5 separate regions of the Mus musculus genome follow, and all the other regions are linked to region 5. The links are chromatin contacts, called in public ChIA-PET and promoter capture Hi-C maps. All regions are on one chromosome and are shown on one strand. The core of a region is the stretch at or near the end of the contact, and the rest is flanking DNA. Distances in the headings are between cores, read along the strand shown. Region 1 holds the start of Slc12a3 (solute carrier family 12, member 3). Region 2 holds the start of Mt2 (metallothionein 2). Region 3 holds the start of Drc7 (dynein regulatory complex subunit 7). Region 4 overlaps Slc12a3 (solute carrier family 12, member 3). Region 5 holds the start of Arl2bp (ADP-ribosylation factor-like 2 binding protein).

The links. ChIA-PET counts read pairs in DNA pulled down with a chosen protein or histone mark. Capture Hi-C pulls out chosen DNA fragments and counts their contacts.
Region 1: a contact with region 5 is called in a promoter capture Hi-C map of pancreatic islet. The contact joins the promoter of Slc12a3 here to the promoter of Arl2bp in region 5. A contact is called at or near these places in 14 of 39 promoter capture datasets (the 3T3-L1 cell line, the C10 cell line, the HPC-7 cell line and 9 more), 3 of 15 datasets of contacts at CTCF or cohesin (the NIH/3T3 cell line, large pre-B cells and pro-B cells), 6 of 484 Hi-C or Micro-C datasets (the G1E-ER4 cell line, the HL-1 cell line and embryonic stem cells), 18 of 115 datasets of contacts at active chromatin or transcription factors (the 230-238 cell line, CD8 T cells, T-cell acute lymphoblastic leukemia and 8 more) and 4 of 9 other capture datasets (adipose tissue, liver, macrophages and 1 more).
Region 2: a promoter capture Hi-C map of pancreatic islet shows a contact between it and region 5. The contact joins the promoter of Mt2 here to the promoter of Arl2bp in region 5. A contact is called at or near these places in 1 of 39 promoter capture datasets (pre-B cells) and 2 of 9 other capture datasets (liver and pancreatic islet).
Region 3: a contact with region 5 is called in a promoter capture Hi-C map of adipose tissue. The contact joins the promoter of Drc7 here to the promoter of Arl2bp in region 5. A contact is called at or near these places in 1 of 39 promoter capture datasets (fetal liver) and 2 of 9 other capture datasets (adipose tissue and liver).
Region 4: an RNA polymerase II ChIA-PET map of memory CD8 T cells shows a contact between it and region 5, with 53 read pairs. The contact joins the enhancer-like site here to the promoter of Arl2bp in region 5. A contact is called at or near these places in 2 of 39 promoter capture datasets (the 3T3-L1 cell line and pre-B cells), 5 of 115 datasets of contacts at active chromatin or transcription factors (the NIH/3T3 cell line, bone marrow-derived macrophages, embryonic stem cells and 2 more) and 3 of 9 other capture datasets (adipose tissue, liver and pancreatic islet).

What each region holds. Positions count from the first base shown.
Region 1 is chr8:94,327,854-94,330,553 of GRCm38.p6, forward strand. Slc12a3 (solute carrier family 12, member 3) reads left to right here and starts at 1,355. Exons shown (of 25, transcript NM_001205311.1): 1 at 1,355-1,660; 2 at 2,524-2,670. The coding sequence starts at 1,385. It also overlaps a transcript of Nup93 not described here.
Region 2 is chr8:94,171,294-94,173,993 of GRCm38.p6, forward strand. It overlaps Mt2 (metallothionein 2), which reads left to right and starts at 1,325. Exons shown (of 3, transcript NM_008630.2): 1 at 1,325-1,582; 2 at 1,834-1,899; 3 at 2,043-2,274. The coding sequence starts at 1,555. The coding sequence ends at 2,134. Gm39227 (a long non-coding RNA gene) reads right to left here and starts at 362. Exons shown (of 3, transcript XR_879107.2): 1 at 1-362.
Region 3 is chr8:95,053,705-95,056,404 of GRCm38.p6, forward strand. It overlaps Drc7 (dynein regulatory complex subunit 7), which reads left to right and starts at 1,399. Exons shown (of 18, transcript NM_001042715.3): 1 at 1,399-1,439; 2 at 2,297-2,510. The coding sequence starts at 2,305.
Region 4 is chr8:94,362,224-94,364,923 of GRCm38.p6, forward strand. The region is part of intron 24 of Slc12a3 (solute carrier family 12, member 3); the gene reads left to right. Among named protein-coding and RNA genes, the nearest start is that of Gm15889, 14 kb to the right of the region's middle. Within about 2 kb of position 1,293, at least 220 of the 459 cell types and tissues checked have an H3K27ac peak or open chromatin away from gene starts, as enhancers often do. A contact at or near this core is called in adipose tissue, bone marrow-derived macrophages, liver and 3 more, where this site is marked.
Region 5 is chr8:94,665,264-94,667,963 of GRCm38.p6, forward strand. It overlaps Arl2bp (ADP-ribosylation factor-like 2 binding protein), which reads left to right and starts at 1,337. Exons shown (of 6, transcript NM_024191.2): 1 at 1,337-1,638; 2 at 2,334-2,395. The coding sequence starts at 1,601.

The DNA.
Region 1 (2,700 bases), core at 105-2,604, 340 kb before region 5:
GGAGGGAGAGTGTGTGGTTTATTTCTGAAGTTGTATGATCTCACCTAATATTCATACTGAGACTGTCCATTTTCCCGAAAACATTTTAACTTGATAGCCAAGTAGCATGCATATATATAATTTATACTTATATAACTTATGTATACATGGTTTATACATATACATAGTTTTTTTTACCCATTCATTTGTTGATTGTCAAGGTCGATTCCAAATCTTTGTTATAGTCAATAAAGCAGCAAGAAGCATGTACCGTCGTCTCCTATTCTTGTAAGGGGCTGGGTCACCTCACTGGGAAGTAACTGAGAGCAAATTCAGGACATGTGTCTGGGAGGGCAGAGGGAGCGGGCTTTAGGGTAGCCCTAAGCCTCAGATGATTCAGGGAAACACTGGGTGGTTCCAGAGACAGGGCAGGATGCCAGGCTTTTGTGCCCCACAGCCATGGATTACTGAACGCCCAGCCTCTTAGGGAAAGATAGTTATGGGTGGGGCCATTAATGTAAGGGCTGACTCTGGGACCCCTCACAGCTACAAGTCCATTGCTTTCTTAGGACACATCCAACATCCACTAGTTCATCATCAAGACCCAGAGTGTCTTTCATACCCCAGGGCAATGCCCCTGCAATGGCTTAGGAGCCTTTGCTGACCAGATCTCCTACTTCATGGGAACAATGCATGGCTCCAGGGAGGGAAAGACCAGTTGCTCTGGGCTCCAAACTACAGCCCCGTAGGCCAGCCTGTGAATGTGTAGGTCAGGCTGCACTGTGCCTGTTTACCCTAGAGGCCAGTGGCCAGCACCAAGCTCTCAAGGTTTGTCAGTCAAGAGGTGGCTGCAGGTCTGGCTTGAGGCCACTAATCACAATGGCTTATGTATATTGAAATGTATCAGGAAAGACGCTGAGACTGTGAGGGATGGAGATCGGAAGGCAGACTTCCTTTTTTTTTATATGCATGTCCTAAGATGACATCCATTCAAACTAGTAAATAAAATGAAAGAAATACATTGTGCCCAACACGAGGACTGTTAACCTGCAGTGTAGGTAGGCACCTTGCAGCAGGCCTTCTCTGGGTCCTCTCTCATGTCTGCTGCTTCCTGGGTCCTAGCTGCAGAACCTCTGCTACCCTAGGCTTAGAAGGGCTACTGCAGGACTCAGGGATGTGGCCCTGGCTCTAGCCCAGCCCTCCTGCTCCAAATTGGCCCCTGTGTCAATGATCAGATAAATGGGGGCAGGACAGCAGTTGCTATGGCTCCGCCCCCCACCCTGGCAGAGACCCTGCTCACTTGCCATGGGCGGTCTGGACCAAGCTCCCGCCTCCTCCCAGCCTATAAAGCCACCCTCAGTGCCCTTGCCCACTCTTGTCCCCTCCTTTGATACCCAGAGCCATAATGGCAGAGCTCCCCGTGACAGAGCTGCCTGGCGATGCTCTGTGCAGTGGGCGCTTCACCATCAGCACACTGATGGGAGGCGATGAGCCCCCACCAGCTGCCTGTGACAGCAGCCAGCCCAGCCACTTAACACACGGCAGCACCTTATACATGCGCACCTTCGGTTACAACACCATAGACGTGGTGCCGGCCTACGAACACTATGCTAACAGCGCTCTGCCCGGTGAGCCCCGGAAGGTGCGGCCCACCCTGGCTGACCTGCATTCATTCCTCAAGGTAAGCAGAAGTTCAAAGACTGGCCGCTTCCTGGCTGGGTAACGTTGGCATGATTGCCCAACATGTTCTGTCATTCGTGTTGTGAAAATGACTGGGCATCTTCCTCTAGGGTCAAGACACCCAAATGAATAGTGGACAGAGGTGCCATGAAGCTTGGGGGCACAAGTAATACATATTGTCCAGGCACCGGCAGCACAATGATAGCATAGCCTGCTGCTTATACAAATGCAGGTTGCACACCGCTGGGAGAGACTGTGAGAGGGAGGGAGGGAGCATGGTGAGCCCTCTCAAATATTAGCTCATCGGCTTCGCTGTCTGGGAGGCTGGAGGGTCCAATCCCTGTCACCTCACGGTTTCACCAACAGTTGGATGTTCTAACCTCTAACACTCTTCCGTGTTTCAAAGCTTCCCTCTGAAGGGACCAAACAAGACCCCTTGTTTGAATAGGGATGCTGAGATAGGTACTGGGATGAAGGTCCCAGAGTAGGCTGCGGTTGGTAGGAATACGAAATAGAAGATGACCATGCTGGAGTCCAGGCCTGGGTTCAAGACTCTCTGTGTCAGAGACCTGGTGTGTGGCGTGTGACATACTGCTTCACCTCCCATCCCGTGTCACTTCTCAGACTGCAGGCTTGTCAGACTCCAGCCCTCTGCCCTAGAGGGGAGGAGCCTCCCGGAGCAGAAGCATTCTGAATGCTCAGCTTGCTTGCTCTCTCTGGTGTTTCTCCAAGCTTCGAGTAGCATTGTACCCAGGAAGCTGTCCAAGGGCTGCCTGTGTGGCAAAGTGGGGCAGGCAAGACTGAATACAGACACCCAGCCCCTAACCCCCATTGCCTGACTCCTATTGGTCTCTGGGCCCCCAGCAGGAAGGTAGCCACCTGCATGCCCTGGCCTTTGATGGACGGCAAGGTCGTGAGCTGACTGATGGACTTGTGGAAGATGAGACAGGCACCAACAGTGAGAAGAGCCCTGGAGAACCTGTTCGCTTCGGCTGGGTCAAGGGGGTGATGGTGAGTGGCTGTGGCCCGGAGCTTGATGTC
Region 2 (2,700 bases), core at 75-2,574, 490 kb before region 5:
CAACAACATCCTGGCTTGAGGCTGGAGTTACAGCAAAGACTGCTCTGGGGTCAGTCTGGAAAGGGAGCACGGGAGCCCAGAAATCAATCCGGTTCAAGTTCATAGCCAGGGCAGCCACAGAAAGTGCCAGGAAGGGAAAGGACACGGTGTTTAATCACACAATCCATGGACAGCCGTGGGCATCCAGTAATGCCTGGAATGAGTCAAGAAGGCATTGCCCCAGTTTTCACTAAGAGCTGCGAGGACAGCCTGTCCTGTTACAACCCACCCACAGCCTCCGTTGAAAGTATCCGAGTCGGCCTGCCGGGAAGCTTCCGGCACCAGTTTCCTGGCTCTGCAGATGACACAGACATTCCAGCTATGACTTCCAGTCTGATTTCAGCAGACTTAAGCAAGTGGGGAAACACCATGTACCTCCAGGGGAAGAAATTTTGGCTGCCATCTCCACCCTTCCCCTCAGCATCCACCCGTGGGTGGAGGTGGGTCGGGTTACGTGGGGCTTTCCATCCGTGTGTTTCAGAACACCACCATCTGGCCCTTCCTACTTGGCAAACACCCTGGCAAAGGGCCCTGGTCCATATCCTCCCAGAATGGACTGCTTTCGTTCTCTTGAATTCCACCTCCAGCAAAGACCCCCACCATTTTTTCCTGTCACTCGCTGCCCTCCCCCCGCCCCCCAAGAGTAAGTCTTAGCACAAGGCTTGTGTCTATGGTCTCTAGTCTCTTGACAACTGGCTGGTGCCTTAGTGGATTCGAACCCTACACTCATCTTGGGCAAGTGACTATGTGACTGCGTCTCCGTTTCCACTTTTCTACGGTGAGAATAATGAACACTCCAACCAGCGTTTGTAAGGAAAAACGACAGCTCTTACGGTGCCCGCAGCACGTGACACGCAGGGGGGCAGGAGTACATCACCAACAGCAGTTAAGCCAGGGGTAGGGCTGGTTTTTGTAACCGGTTCACACTGCCAGCTAAGTTTTCCTGTACGCAGGGTCTCCAAGCCCCGCTTTCACCCAGGTTAGCACACAAGACATGCGCGGAAACTGTGTCCCCGTGGCGTGATCTGGGCGGCCAGAGGTCTCGTCGCTCAGCATCGCCTCTGCACCCGGCCCCTCGGGCCCCGGGGCACCGCAAAGGGCGCGCGCGGGAGCAAGCAGGTGTCCTGGAACCGGTTCCCACCGGATCGCAGACCCTTTGCGCTCAGCTCCTTTGCTCTCAGTCCCTGAGCCCAGAGAAAGGGGGTGTGACTCAGCGCGGGGGGTGGGGGGAGGGCGTGTGCAGGCTCTGTCCCACGAGCAAAAAGAGGGCCGCTTGCAGAATTCGGGTCGTGCGCAGGCCCAGGGGCGTGTGCTGGCCATATCCCTTGAGCCAGAAAAAGGGCGTGTGCAGGCGGCGGGGGCGCGTGCATGGTGCCTTCCACCCGGGCGGAGCTTTTGCGCTCGACCCAATACTCTCCGCTATAAAGGTCGCGCTCCGCGTGCTTCTCTCCATCACGCTCCTAGAACTCTTCAAACCGATCTCTCGTCGATCTTCAACCGCCGCCTCCACTCGCCATGGACCCCAACTGCTCCTGTGCCTCCGGTAAGGGGGACTGCTGACGGGATTTCTGGGAGAGCTAGACAGGCTTTTTGGCCCCTCCTTTAGTAATTACTTTAAGGGTACGACCGGCTACCCCTTCCGAATGAATTCTGAAGCACTCCTGCTCCTTTAAACTAGTCCTTGAGATAGTGGCTCGCCTACCCGGGTGATTTGCCTCACCTTCCTAGGAGAACAGCGTTCAGGTACTCCCGGGTCCCACTCAACCGCGCTCACTGACTGCCTTCTACTTTTAGATGGATCCTGCTCCTGCGCTGGCGCCTGCAAATGCAAACAATGCAAATGTACTTCCTGCAAGAAAAGTAAGTTGGATCTTCTCTGCCATTTCCCCGTCACTCTCCTGGGGTCCCTAGCCCGCCGCGCCGCGCCTTCCCTCCCGGGAGCGTTCAGGTGGTGTGCCTCTGACAAGGTTTCTCGCTCACGTTCAACTCTTCTCTCCCCACAGGCTGCTGCTCCTGCTGCCCCGTGGGCTGTGCGAAGTGCTCCCAGGGCTGCATCTGCAAAGAGGCTTCCGACAAGTGCAGCTGCTGTGCCTGAAGGGGGGCGGAGGGGTCCCCACATCTGTGTAAATAGACCATGTAGAAGCCTAGCCTTTTTTGTACAACCCTGACTCGTTCTCCACAACTTTTTCTATAAAGCATGTAACTGACAATAAAAGCCGTTGACTTGATTAATTCAGCTTGTCTCTGTGCATTGGTTAAGGGCTGGCAGAGGCGTTGAGATGGGACTGCAGCAGCTGAATTTGAGCTAGTCGGATTATATTTCTCTGGACTTTGACCGCCTAGAAAGTGGTCATGCAGAAGCATGCATTGGTCACAGAAATGGGCCATTCCTACTGGGCGTGTGTGTGTGTGTGTGTGTGTGTGTGTGTGTGTGTGTGTGTGTGTGTGTATTGGGGATTAAACCGAAAGCTTCCTGCTTACTAAACCCAGGTGCTCTAATGCGCCACATCCCTACCCCTAATTATTTTCGGTTTTTAGGCTTAAAGTATGAAATACCTGTAAATAAAAATGGGAGTGAGTCAGATATGACGTCTCCCACGAGTAATAACCCCAACACTTGAGAGCCTGAGGCAGAAGGACCACTAACTCTGAAGCCAGCTT
Region 3 (2,700 bases), core at 149-2,648, 390 kb after region 5:
CTGTCTAGAAATGGAGCAACTCCTGTCTGTGTTGTCTGGAAATTGGCACTTCAGCTCACAGGGCAGCAGCAGCAGCAGCAGCAGCAGCAGCAGCAGCACAGTCCACTCAAAAACACTCCATGGAAATATCAGCTGTCCAGTTCCAAAGAGTTGGGTTAGCAGCATTGGTGCCAGGCCTCAGCCTCGGCACAAGTCAGCAGGAGGGACCAGGACCAGCAGGAACACCAGGAAAATTTCTCAGTTGTGCCTCTCTCAGCAAAGTAAGGATCAGCAAAGATGTGAGACCAACAAGCATTGCACAGCCAGCTCTATAAGAAAGCCAAGCTCTGCCTTCATCACAGTCTGTTAGGTCCTATTTATACTCCCTCCAAACATCACATGTCCTTCACTGATCTTGCCTCAGCACGTGAGTGCGACTCAGCTGATTTCACTCTGCCAATCAGCCCGAGACGGAGGAAGCGTCAAGAAGCACACCACCAGAAGGGTTTTTTGGTGCGTTTCTCTCTATAGAGTCCTAACAAATGCAGCTCAACTACACAATGTAAGGTGGACCAATACATGCATGTCACTAGTGAAGAATCCTTCATCGCGAGTCCTTTCATGGGCTTGCTTTAGCAGAATATCCTTTCTCCTGTGTCAGCTAAACTTTCTTTCACCTGTTTGCCCCAGCAAAACACCATCCAACACAACTGACTTCCCAAAGAACCCTTAAGTTTCCACTTCAGGAAGTAGCCAGATAGCTGGGAAGTGATGGGCTTTCAGCATCTACTGCTTTTGTTTTTATTGTAAGTACTTCATGCAGTGGTTTGAAGGACATGACTCCCATAGGCTCATATATTCGAATGTTTGGTGGTCCCCCATTGGTGGAACTGATTAGAAGGAGTGGGAGGAGTGGTTTCTCTGGAGGAGGCGTGGCTTCACTGGAAGAGGTGTGTCACTGGGGCTGGGCTTTGCGCTTTCCAAAGTTCATACGTTCTCAGTTAGCTACACCCACAACCCCCGACCTGGTGCCTGTAGATTGGGATGTAAATTTTCAGCTTATGCTCCGGCACCATACCAGCCAGTCTGCTGCCATGCTTGCTGACATGATGATCATGGATTCTAACCCTCTGGAACCTTAAGTCCCAATAAACACTTTTATATGTTGCCTCGCTCATGTATCGGGAGCAATAATTCTCTGGAGGTTTTTAATCATTTAATAATGCTGCATTTGACAACTGGTTCACAATAATTGCTAAAAGCTTGGTGACCATCTCTTGTATTCTCTTACTCTACCATCCAGCACACTATGGTGGTGGTGGTGGTGGTGGTGGTGGAGGAGGAGGAAAACTGGAACCTAAGCAATCACAAGAAACTACATTTCCCAGAAGCCTCCTCTCCCAGGGCCTGCCCTCCGCTGTTACCATAGAGACAAGTAACAGTAAGGCTGTTCTTGGAGGGTAAGGAGGGAACTGGAAACTGGGCATGGCTGGACCTGCTTGAGATAGGGAGGGAGGGCCCAGAGAAGCAAAGTATTCCTTCCTGGGGTCTCCTAGCCCTGACCTGTCGGGAAGGGCTGTTTTGTGGAGAGGAGAAGGCTGCTGGGAAGAGGCTCTGGTAGGACACTATGGGTCCCTCAGTAGCTGAGGAGGTAGCCTGTATGGGGGGGGGGGTGTTAATGTTGCAGGTCTGGACCCAGACCCACTTTGATGGCCTAATTTGTGACCTTGAGCCCCAGCTAGAGCTGGCCTGCCCCCTGACACCTTGATCTTTCTGTCATGTTTCTTTCCTTGCTCCCCACCCCCCATCTCCCACCCCTTTCCCTTCCATAGCTCCCCTCTTACATGGGTTTCAAAGGCAGAAATCCATGGGTTCCAGTCAAAGATCTGCTCTCTGCTGTATGTAACTCCGATGATTCTCTTAGGCTCTCTAGTCCTTGCTCTTCTCACCTGTAGAATGGGACTCATAGGACTAACTACATCAGTCTGTTAAGGATGAGGGATATCATTTTTGTGTTTACCACACAATAGGTTTCTAGTGAGCTGTGAAATAAAAGTATAACTTTATTAATAAAAATATAACCCACTTCTTGGTTATCTCCCTGTACCTAAGAGGCAGCAAAGGGCTTTAAAAACCAGACCATGCTGCTAGGTTGGAGGTCTGTTCCTGGCTGGTGGAAGGGATGCTTCCAAGGGATGTTGCTCCTCCTCCATGAGGAATGTACCTGGGACCACTCAGCATGTACGAGTGGTCTCGGTGACTTCTTCCTGTCGGACAACGGCCATTTTGAGCGTCTTTGCTTTTTCCTCATCTCTAGCTGTCAGGATGGAGGTCCTGAGAGAGAAAGTGGAGGAGGAGGAGGAGGCTGAGCGTGAAGAAGCAGCCGAGAGGGCCGAACGGACTGAGAAGCTGGAGAGGGTGACAAAGTCCGCCGAAGTGAGCAGAGAGGGGACCATCCTGAGCCAGGATGAGCTTCGAGACCTGGAGGGGAAGCTGATGGCCATCGAGATCCCTACCCAAGCTGATCACTCGTGAGTGTCCGGACTGGGGCTTTCCCAGCCCAGCGCTGGCGGTCAGAAAGGACCAAGGCAGGATTGGTAGCATCTGGGCTGGGAGCGGGGGTCATAGAGGGATGTGATTCAGTTTGAGGTTCTACTCCCAGACTGCTCACCTTGCCCCAGTTGTGTGACTGGGGTGTGTGGGGATGAGGGGTACGGGGGT
Region 4 (2,700 bases), core at 43-2,542, 300 kb before region 5:
AGACATCTAACCCTCTGGGGACTCTGAGGTGTGAACTGTCCAGGGTGCATGGGTGGGACAAGCTGCAGCTTCCATAGTGAAGTCTCTCTTCAAAGAAACACACCTGCAATTATGACCTGCTGTTAACTCACTGTGTAGCCTTGCTAAGGAACACCACGTCTCTCTTAGCCTTGATTTCCCTAATGAGCACTGAAGCAGGTTCAAGGTTCTCCTTCATCACACTGCGATCCCAAGTTCACTTGCTATAAAATGAATCCATCTCTGGACGGGTGAGGGGGTGGGGTGGGGGTGGGGGCATGATGAGATTTTACCTGAGTAGCGTCTCCCGCCCCACTTTCTCCTCTTCCCCAAAACTTCGGGAAACGTCAAAAGCTCACCAACTAGTCTTGCGAGATTAGCTGAGAGTAACAGTGGTGTGTCTGGTCACCCTGGAGGTGACACCTACACACACCCCCACCCTAGCCAGATGTCACCCAACAGGGCCCCTAGCTCTTGGAACAACTCTCCAGAGCAGCTGTGAGTGTGTCCCAACCCTCCAAGTTGGAGACCAGCCCAGATCTCTCAGGATGCAGTCAAGGTCAGCCTCATTAGACTTGGGAACCCTGAACATGCAAATTCTAGTCTCTTTTAGAAGAAGGCTGGGAGGGGCTCAAGACCCCTGTTCCCAGACATTCTAAGGACAACAAACAAGGAACAATCCTCAGTGGAACCAGGTGAAACGGGTGTCTAATCTAGCTCCAGCTTGGGGCAGAACCTGGCTCTGTCAGTCTCCTACTCCGTGGCTTATCTGATGACCCACCCCTACACCTCCACCCATGTGTGAGCGCAGCTACACCTGCACAGGTGTTGAGCTGGCGCTGCACAGTAACTATCCCAACCCCACAGCCTCTGAGCAGGACCTCCTTTTTCTCAGTAACGACCCTCTACATTGCCAAAGAGTAATTCATGAAGGCATCCTTACCACCCGTGCCTGAGCTGAGGAAGATGCTGTAAGCAGGGGCCTGCTTTAAGGATCATAACTAAACTGTGTTCCTTGAGACAGGGACACTGCCACAGGAGTTGTGTCCTCTACTCAGGGCCTTCCAGATGGGGAGTGGACTGGCACTCAGCCTGGGTTGGTTCCGTTCAGGGACTTAACTTCTGGATCTAGCATTCACCCAACACTGCCTTGCACTTTTGAACAGAACTTGTATTGTTCCCAGCTTTGTTCTAAAGATCAGTGGTTTAGGGTGAGCACATCCTGTTGGCAAGAGCAAGCATGTTATTGGCTAAAGCTAGAGCCAGTTAAAGGCGCTGTCCCACGGGACAGGGCCACAGGCTCCGCCCAGGGAGGGAACTTCAGGCTGAAGCTTGCTGCAGGAACTGTGGGTTTTTTTGTGGCTCTGAGCAGGCAGGCACCTGTGCCCTGTGCCCTTTAAAGTTGGTGAACTCAGTTCCCAAAAATGTTGTAGCATTTTCCCAGACTGCAGAGTCCTCAGCTTCAGGAGCGCCTGCAAAATCTAAGCTTGGCCTTTCTCCTCTCCTATGCCGTTCCCATGGAAGATCACTAACCACTTTCGGGTGAAGACAACAGTTGCTTAGTGACATAGGCATCCTTGTTCCCACCCATCCTTCCTGATCCTTGGGACCTTACGTTCTAAAAATAGGGCAATGGTTGTCCGGCTGATGTTCTGACCCTGTGTTTTAGTTAGTGATCACAGGCCTGGTGAGGTTGTAGCAAGCAGATGCATCAGGTAGAAAGATCTAGGAACCTGATTCAGGACACATCTCCACCACCTGCATGCTGTGTGCATCCTCAGACAGCCAACAAGGGCAGTGACTCTGTGACTGCTCTATTTAAAGAACTCTGAGGCTCAGTGCCACTCAGGCACTTTGCCAAAGTCACCAAGTTGAGGACATTGCAATGCCAGCACTCAGGCGATGACTGTGGGGTCAGATTCTGAACTCTGAACCCTAGTTCAAATCTGCCTGGCTGGCTGCTCCAGCTGGCCAAGTTCAGCTGGCCAGAGTTCAGCTGGGGCACTGTCCACTGCTGGCCTTAATTAGAGCTCAGATGGAGGGATTGTCAAGGGTACAATCCGGTACACTGTTGTGTAAGCACTAATATCCCAAACTCATGCACCATAGCTGGTTCTGTGAGGTACCATATTTCCCAGAAGCTGAACCCATGGAACCATGATCCTAATGTAACTTTAGAATTCTTCGGGTTTTTGTTGTTGTTGTTTCAAGACAGAGTTTCTCTGTGTAGCCCTGGCTGTCCTGGAACTCACTCTGTAGACCAGGTTGGCCTCGAACTCAGAAATCTGCCTGCCTCTGCCTCTCAAGTGCTGGGATTAAAGGTGTACGCCACTACTGTCCGGCTAGAATTCTTAAGATGGTAGAAAAGTCACTTTCTTATCTGCACAGCCAAACATGACTGAACAGCATTCTAGGATATCCTGTTACTTGCATCGTGTTTTACAGCTAGGACAAAAGGCCCCTGAGAAACCATGCTGGAATCGTCCCTGACATCCTTCATGGGGCGGGGGTGGTGGCGGTGGTGGTGATGGTGGCGGTGGTGGGCAGGACAAGGGCATGCAGCCATCTCACAGGAGCATATCACTCTGTGACCTGGTGGGGTGACCTCACCCACTCAGCAAACTTCCTTTGAGCCTGTCTGTCTCAGTGTATTTATGCACAGAGGGAAGTTCCAGACAAAAC
Region 5 (2,700 bases), core at 87-2,586:
AGCTGTGACAAAACACTAATCAAAACCAATTTGTGAGAAGAAAGGGTTTATTTTGTTTCCACTTCCATGCAACAGTCCATAACTGAGGGAAGTTGAGATAGGAACCTGAAGGCAGGAACTGAAGTAGATAAAGAAATGCTGTTAACTGGTTTGTTCTCCATAGCATGCTGAGCTTCCTTACATAGATCCTACACCTGCCCAGATATGGCACCACCCACAGAGGACTGGGCCTTCCCTCAGTCATTAAAATAATCCACATTCAAAACCAGGAGGTGATGGCACATGGCCTTTAATCCAAGTGCTTGGAAGGCAGAGGCAGGTGAGTCTCGAGTTCAAGGCCAGCTTGATCTACAGAGTGAGTTCCAGGACAGCCAGGGCAACACAGAGAAACCCTGTCTTGATGAAAAAAGACAGACACACACAAAATCAACTTCTTTCCAGGTCACTCAGGTCAAGCTGACAAAAAACCTACCAGCACGCCTGTCTTCAGCTTGACCAGGATACTCTGATCTTCCAGTGTCTTTGAAATCATCTTGGTTCCTGATGCTGTTAAGATAGATCCATGGATACACATTTTATGTCCATTCCAAAATGATTCAGATTGGCCACGTAACCCTAATTCATACCATAAATTTTCTAGTTATGTACTACACATTTGGCTAAAAGGTATCAGACCACCAAAGAGGCATGCTTAAAAAGGGGGCGGGGGGGGGGGGCGATCCCAGGAAACCTTTCTTCATGGTGTGGCAGTTTTAGAGGGGACTTTCTCCAAAGCAGTTATTCAATTTCTGATTACATCTCTCTCAGTGGTTGTCAACATTTTTGTGCTGCATAATTACCCAAGGAACCACTTACTGCCTAATAATTGTTTACGGGTTTGGTGCGAGTAAGCTGGCAGCAAACTCACTATGTAGCTGAGCAGGTCTTGAATGCCTTAAACCTCCACCTTCCAAGTGCTGGGACTACAGACGCATGCCACAACGCACTGCTTTTGATTTGAAGATCACAAATTAAGTTACAAGTCATCCACTTAATGCCGTGGACCCTTCCATACTTCCAAGAAGTAACTCTCTAGTAAATCAGACGTCTGCATTATCTAGGACAAACTATGAGAGTGGCTTTCGAGCAATTTGGCTATTTCTAGCGCTCTTAAAACACGGTTTCAACTACCTGATCTTTACAATTCCTAAATTGAAAATGAAGAAACCGAGGCTCTTGGCTCCAATTCTTTCATCCAGAAAAAAAAAAAAAAAGTCTACTGCCACCATTTTTTGCAGTCTTCTGCGTGAGACCGGGAACCTGAGGCTGTGATTGGCTGCTGGAACCGCGGGTAACCATAGTGACAGGAGGCGGGGCTGCGAGCTCCGTCTGCCCTAACACACCGGCGGGGTAGCCCCGCGAGAGGCCGGCGGGCGCTGGGCCCAGCCAGGAGCCGCAGCCCCGTCCTCGCGCGATCGCCGGGCGGGGCGTGGGTGCGGCCTTCTGCGGGCCCTTGATGCAGTTGAGGCCGCGCGGGTCAGAGAGGATCCCGGCCCGGCGGCGGGCGCGGTAGGAAGCGGCAGGGCCCCGGGCCCGGGCCGGTGACTGCGGCGCCCCTACGATGGACGCCCTAGAAGAAGAGAGCTTCGCGCTGTCCTTGTAAGTGAAGCGGCCAGGGTCTGCTCGACCTCGGCCTGCGGACGTCCTCTGGGTTGCGGGCTGGCCGGTCGAGGCTCCGCTCTAGCGGGGCGTTTTCTTCCCGTGGCCACCACGGGCATATGTCACAGATAACCAGCGCTTCCATCACAATCCTCTGGCCTCAATCGTGGCCGTCAGCAAAAACCCAGAGGCCTTGAGCTGCCCAGGCTGGCGGCGGCCTCACCGCCTGTCTAAAGCCACTCCTGACCAGTTACCCCCTAGGCCGGTGCCACTCCCGCGTGCGGTCACATTCACCAGCAGATAGGTGTGGCGTTAAGAGCCAGGATGCGGTGAGTAAATCCTGCGGGTAATAAACGCGGAAGTATGAAGTTGTGCCGCACCAGCCTCAGCTACCCAAATTGTTGGCTGCTTTTGTGATTGTCATACCGGTTTTCGTCACGAGTGTTTTCCTGTGTTTGTAATTTCTGTACTAGACAATAATCCTTGATTGGTGAAACTGAGTGATGGGAGGATCATCTTGCTATTATTTTTATGCACGTTGGGAATCTTACATTTTAAAAAATGCTAGTGGGCTTTGTTGTGATTGCCTGGTGTGTGCAAGGCCTTGGGTTCAATGCCCTTACCCACAGAAAACACAAGTTCAGCTCGAAAAATAATTATTTGGACCGGCACCTAATCCTGATGTGTTTTTTCAGCTCCTCCGCCTCTGATGCAGAATTTGATGCTGTGGTTGGATGTTTAGAGGACATTATTATGGGTAAGTTTCGACACTACTAAGTGACTTGTGCCCCTCTAGTTCCTATGGTCAATTCCTTGATTTAAATCAAGTAGACCCTTGCTTTACAACAATTTTTTAATGTATTCATTTACATATGTGATGGATCGTGGGTGGGGTTGTTGCCAGGAGACTATGGCTATGTGGAGCTCAGAGGACAACTTTGTGGAGTTGGTTCTCTCCTTCCACCTTCATGTGAGTTCTGAGGGTTGATCTCGGGTCACCCGTCTTACACAGCAGTGCCTTCAGCCCCCAAGCCATCTCAACACCCCAAACCTCTGCTTATA